Regions from separate parts of the Ovis aries genome. Here region 2 is linked to region 1. A link is a contact called in public Hi-C data. All regions are on one chromosome and are shown on one strand. Each heading gives the region's core, a stretch centred on a gene start, on an enhancer-like site or on the middle of the called end of the contact. The rest is flanking DNA. Distances are from core to core; before and after follow the strand shown. Region 1 has its middle 70 kb from the start of FMN2. Region 2 overlaps TTC13 (tetratricopeptide repeat domain 13).

Region 1 (3,137 bases), core at 343-2,842:
TGTGAAATGATCACAAGTTCAGTTACCATCCACAACCACTCACAGCTACACATTATTTTCTTGTGATGAGATCTCTTAAGAACTGCTCTCTTAGCAACTTTCACATACACAACACAGTGTTGTTAACCACCGTCGCCTTGCCGTACACACAACCCCAGGGATTGCGTGTCTTACAGCTGGAGGTGTGTGCCTGTCGACCATCTTCACCCACTCCACCTGCCCCCTCAGCACCCGCCTCTGGTTTCCCACACCCTGTTCTGTTTCGGAGTTTGATTTCTTTTTTCAGTTCCACATACAAGTGAGACTGTACTTGTCTTTCTCTGTCTGACATATTTCACTGAGCATAATGCCCTCTGGGTCCATTCATGTTGTTGCAAATGCTTTTTTATAGCTGAGTACGATCCATTAGATATGTGTATATGTGATATATAGCTGAGTAAGATCATTGTATGTGTACATACGGTATATATCTGAGTAAGATCCATTGTACATGTATATTTGATATATATCCGGGTAAGATCCATTGTCTATGTATATTTGATATATATCCGGGTAAGGTCCATTGTATATGTAAATTTGATATATATCCGGGTAAGGTCCATTGTATATGTATATTTGATATATATCCGGGTAAGGTCCATTGTATATGTAAATTTGATATATATCCGGGTAAGATCCATTGTCTATGTATATTTGATATATATCCGGGTAAGGTCCATTGCATATGTGTGCATATGGTGTGTACCACACTTCGTCACCCTTGTCTGACAGTGGAAGTGTAGTTTGTGTCCATGTTATGGAACACATGTTTTGTTCCCAGTGCACAGTGAACCCAAACAAACTGAAACCTAAAGTTTGAAGCAGAGAAAGGGTCTACATCTGCCATAGAGAACTCATAACAGGGCCCCCAGGAGGGGTCACTGAGACCCTGCTGTGTGAGTGCAGGTGGCCGCTGCCTTCTCTGCACCATGGCGTCCTCATCTGTATAGAGAGCTAGTAACAGGGCCAGGAGGGCAGACTGAGAGTGGCCTCAGCAGCAGCCCCGTCAGGATGGAGGAAGGGGAGGGAGGCCTCTGCAGGGACACGGTCCCTCCCTCTGCTCCCCACACCTTCTGAGCACCAAGCACACGTGTCCTCTGTACCCCCAGATCACTTGGCAATGATGCTTCAAAGGTAGCCCAGTCACATGCCCCCTACCCCGTCAGATGTATCTTCCCTCCTCCTTGAAGCCCTGAACACCATTGCCTTCTCATCTGGCTTATCTGGTCCCCTGCGGTCAGACGCCCGGGCTCCTCCATCCACGAAGCTCCCATCCTAGGACTGTGTATTCAGCAGGTGCTCAATACAGGTTTAGGGCTTTGGGGAAGGCTCATTGCTCTCCTGCACAAGGATGCTTCTCGTGGAGGCAACTCCAGCTCCTCCACACACAGGGCAAGTCTGGTGTGGGGCATAAATGGCTCCACTGCCGTGGATCTGCTGAAGGAAAGGGCAGCCCTGGGAGACCCTGACCCCCCACCGTACCCTGCCTGGGGCCTGGCTTCTGCGGATGAAGCTGTCCCGTGAGCATCCACAAGGAGGCACTGGAGGACTAGGGCCGTGCTGTGCAGTGGCAGAGCATCTGGTCTGGACCCCGCCTCGGGGCAGCTGCTCAGCCCACATTTGGTCTTAAACCAAGGGCCTTGAACAAGGGCTCAGGAGCAAATCTGGATTTTTAAAAGTAATTCCAACATTTAAAAACTAGGAGATTTCAGACAAAGCCCCAGATTTCTAGCTTTGTGAGTTTTGACATGAAATGAGAAGTCCTGGCCTCCTGGGGGACATTGTCAGGGGGTGAACAGATGAGGCTGTTCTGAGTCTGAGTGGGGGCCCTTCTGGAAGAGGCTGTGTCCCCAGCTCGCCACAGTTCCCACCTCCCCCTGCGCAGCCCCCAGGCCCAGGCTCTCCCTGCCCTGTTCTTGCCTGCCCCTGGAGGTGTCCAGGTTTGCAGTCCTCCTCCTAGTCCATGGAGCTTTGCTGACGTGAGGGCCACAGCTGTGTGGAGTTTGTCCTGACCCGCTGGTGGGCAGGATAAATGGGCTGAGTGCAGCCCTCAAAGGAGGGTTTCGTCGTCACATGTCGTCCGAAGGCAGTCAGGAAGGGGAGGGGTGGGAGAAGCCAGGGCCAGGAGCTCCATAAAGTGTCGCCTGGTGGTGTGTCTTCAGGCTCCAAAGCTGCCCCTAAACCCTGCCCTTCTCCCACCACGCATGCATCGCTGCTCCCGGTCTTTCCACAAACACTGGCTATGAGGGGCCTGGTCCCCGGGCCAGCCTTGAGGGCCACAGTCTCTGGCCCAACTCCACCTCCGGCAGCTCCAATGGGTCAGCGTTGCTGTGAGGTGGCCACTGCCGGACCCTTTACAGGAAAAACGGAGCCTCCAAGGGGACAAGGGACTCACCCAGGGTCACAGAGACTTAGAGCTTATGACCAAAGTCTGCTGGGTCTCAGCTGGCCCCAGAGCAGAGACTATGTCCCAGGGAGACGTGTCGTCCTCAGGCCATTACAACAGGAGGGCTGAGGACAGAGTGGAGGAGTGAGTCAGAGTGGGGCAGGTGCACGGGGCAAGCAGGCTCAGGGACAAGTCCCCAGAAGAGCAGAGTCTTGAAAGGGCCAGGGCACTGGTGCTGGTGAGGAGAGGAGAGGGTTCCTGGTGGAGGCTCAGCCCTGCGAGGGCCTGGAGGTGGGCTGCAGCATGAGAAGCAGGCTCCACGTAGAGGCAGGAGCAGCAGGGAAACGGGGAGCCCCTGGTCTCCACTCCTCCTGCCGTGACCCAGCCCTGGCAGCTGCGCCTCCTCTCTCTCCACCTCGCCTCTTCCAGTGAGATGGAAGAGACGCTTCTGGGGAGACCCTGAGCCATCTCCTCCTGCACTTGCTTCCTGTCCAGTATCAGCTAAGACAGGACAGGTAGATTCCAGTCCTGGAGTGGCGACTACGTCTCTCACTACTCAGGGGCACCATCGTGACATGGCTCCCAAGTTAAAAAAAGAAAAATTAAAATGGGGGAAAAAAACCCAGACTGTTAGTGGTCTGAATGAGCATGAGGTGAGAGTGGGTCCCTTTGCTTCCTATTGATGATGGAGCCTGGTCCTAGAGGGATGGAG
Region 2 (3,238 bases), core at 55-2,554, 200 kb after region 1:
ACACAGCTTTCTGTTTAAAACACTTCCGACAAACTGAAAAGCCAATAAATAGGTGTTGTCATTGCTCCAGAAGCATCCTCCCCAAATTCGGTTGTAGCCAGCATTTTTTAGGATTGACAGACTTGAATGAGAGAACCGACGGTAAAATAAAAAGAGGTGGTGCTTCAGAAAACACACTGGAGGAAAAAGCTGTCTAAAAACAGTGACCAGTGGACATTCACTAAGGTCCAGGGAAGGGTGAAGATGTGTGGATGTGGACAGGAAGGCTGGCAGCAGGGGCTGAGACAAGAGATGTCTTTGTATGAGGACAAGGACTTTTAGGGGCAGAATGTGCTAACACTTAAGGGTATGCGTCAATCCTCTTTAATGCTCCCTGCATGCCTATAAGATAGGCCACGACCTCAATCTCACAGGTGAGGAAACCCAGTTGGTGAGATGAGGCAAGGTGAGGTCCTGCCTGAGCTGCACATGGAAACGGGGACCCAGGCCCTCATGACATCCAGTCCCCTAATTCACTAACCAGCTGCCCGAGGGGAACTGAGGTAACTCTGAACCTGGCTCTTTGGCTGAGGTACGTCGTGTAGAAGAACCTGTCAGGGCATCACATTCAACAAGCACTTTAAACACAAAGGCATAGTTTCATTCACTTCTATGTGTGCCTTTAGAAACACCAGTACACACACAGCCTGGGTGGAGGCACGGTGTGCAAGGCCACAGTGAGATGGCCATTCCCAGATATAGCCAAACAGGCAATGACTTTGCATTGGGAGCCAGACACTGGGGGCGGGGGGGTGGGGGAGGGTGATACTGGGCCCCTTAGCAGCTCTCCAGCAACTGCAGCCTTTTGTGCATTATGCTTTTCTTAATACACACACACACACACACACACACACACACACACATTCTACGGGCTTCCCTGGTGGCTTAGGCAGTAAGGAATTTGCCTGCAATGCAGCAGACCTGGGTTCAATCCCTGGGTTGGGAAGATCCCCTGGTGAAGAGAATGGCAACCCACGGCAGTACTCTTGCCTGGAGAATCCCATGGACAGAGGAGCCTGGTAGGCTACAGTCCATGGGGTCACAAAGAGTGGGACATGACTGAGCAACTAACACTCTCACTTTTCACTTCCATATATATGTGTTAAAATATCCCTCAGCTGCTTCCGTATTCTGCCTAATATAGTAAATTTAAATGCCGAAAATACCCATTGGAAAGCTAAAGACTGAAATCTGAGTCAGGCTCCAGTTTCTTTCTGTCTGGTGCATCCAGCAGTCCTTGGTGGGGCCATTCTGCCCCCTGGGGGACATTTGGGGAATTCAGGGGAGAGTGTGGCTACGAGGATGAGGTGCAAGGGACAGTCACACGGGCATGACTCCCACTGGATTTGCATATGGATGAAGAAGCTGTTTATAATGTAATAATCACCTAGGCCTGGACTCAGACTCCAGTTTACACTCTCACGCTAAGTATCTGTTACAGCTGAAATACCCACTGACTTTTCTAGAAATGCAAACAGCACATAAACTGAGGAAAGAGTGTATCTGTACATTGTACAGAACTTATTAAGTGTGGTTTACCATCCATTATGGAAAACCGTATCACCAAAGTCATAGCTCATGATACTTGAGTCACCAAATGACAGATGGCTGCAGGGCTGCCTCTGGAGCCGTCACATTCACCAAGACTTCACACACATGAGCAAGCAACCGGCTACTTCTTTGTGGCTTCTCATGAAGATATGCCTAAATGCTGACCTACTGTTTCTTGCCTATAGACAACTTAGCTTTTAGAGCTCCTTTACAGCACTTTGGTGACTTTCTAAGGGATTTTTTTTGAGTATGTACATTCTTATGGATTTGATTTTAGTGTAGTAAAGGGGCCATCTGAACAGGTTTGCTGAAGTCAGGTTTGCTAAGACAGGTTTGAGAAGACTGAGAACCACACCTCAGTTCACAAGACCCTCAGAATAACCAGGTTGGTCAGAAACAAGGCTCATCAGCACAAAGAGCCTGGAGGAGAGCCAGGAGCGACGGCCTAGCCCAGTGAGCAGACAGGCCTGGGCCGTGGGGCCAGCTTGTGGCTTTGCCCATGACAAGATGCCTCCTGGTTATGCTTTAGAAATGTGTGAGCTTTGTCAGACACAGAAATGTCTTATCATGTACTTGATGTACATCAGTCTTATCTACTATAGCTACAAGGAGAATATTTATTCAAGTTTTATGTTATAGGTCAAACTATTAATTGAAAAAAATCAAATGTTCCTGCTGTGGGCACATCTTGGGTAGTTTGGAGAAAAGGTTCATAAAGTTCTAATTTCTTAATGGCTTATACTTTTAAAACAACATAATTATTTCCCCCTGATGGGCCCTTTATCTTGAATTCAAATACTTCTGATACTGACATTGCCACACCTGCTTTTCTCCAGGAGCATTTGCCTGGCCTACCTTTCAGCCTTGAACTTTTTGAACATCATCTTCTTGCAGATGTTTCCAGTGAACAGAACGCAGCTGGGCTTTAAAACACCGATTTGAGATGCCTGTTCTTTCGGGGGGGGGAGTCAGTCACTCACGACACATCACCCATTCTACACATTCCCCCCTTATCTTAATGCTCCCCCTTCTCTCTCTGTCAACCTTTAGTTGAATTGACTTTGCTTTCCTTATTGCATTTTCCTACCTTCTAGGGTCTGCTTTAATTTTGGTTATTATTCAGAATGTGTTTTTATCAGTGTTTTTAAGTGGCACACTTTATAAACCTTAAAATACTAATAACATTAACAATTATGCATCTAATGATAATAAGTTCTTCTTTCAAAGAGTACTAATTTTTTCCCCTAAAAACAACTACTGTGATTTTGATGATAAATTTACCTTCATAATTGGAAGGAGGTCTTCCACTTTGTGGACCTTTTCCAGAGCTTCTCTAACTTCCAACAATCCTTTAGGATTATTAGCGCTTTAAAGAGGAAAGAGAGAGAGATAGCAACTAAAATTAACACAGAAATCAGTAGTTAGTTATGCTATTACCTTTAATTTAGATAAATCCTTAATTACAAGTGGCTCAATATTCAAAATGGTGGACCACAACCAAAGTATCGAAATAAGGGAATAGTTTAATCTAATAAGTATTGCGCTACAGATGAGAATTAGGGAAACAGCAGTCTGTCCAGATGTGAAATAGGGAAAATCAGAACGGACGGACAGCCAGTGTCTATGTGGACATGCATGGGTCAGGGCT

The links. Hi-C and Micro-C count contacts between places; a contact is called where the count stands out from the background.
Region 2: a Hi-C map of hypothalamus shows a contact between it and region 1, with 10 times the contacts expected there. The contact joins two enhancer-like sites. A contact is called at or near these places in 4 of 16 Hi-C or Micro-C datasets (hypothalamus, muscle and tail adipose tissue).

Annotation. Positions count from the first base shown.
Region 1 is chr25:2,848,584-2,851,720 of ARS-UI_Ramb_v3.0, forward strand. No RefSeq gene overlaps it. Among named protein-coding and RNA genes, the nearest start is that of FMN2, 70 kb to the left of the region's middle. Within about 2 kb of position 1,593, at least 7 of the 54 cell types and tissues checked have an H3K27ac peak or open chromatin away from gene starts, as enhancers often do. A contact at or near this core is called in hypothalamus, where this site is marked.
Region 2 is chr25:3,051,172-3,054,409 of ARS-UI_Ramb_v3.0, forward strand. TTC13 (tetratricopeptide repeat domain 13) reads right to left here. Exons shown (of 19, transcript XM_042241103.1): 13 at 2,872-2,956. Among named protein-coding and RNA genes, the nearest start is that of C25H1orf198, 46 kb to the left of the region's middle. Within about 2 kb of position 1,305, at least 9 of the 54 cell types and tissues checked have an H3K27ac peak or open chromatin away from gene starts, as enhancers often do. A contact at or near this core is called in hypothalamus, where this site is marked.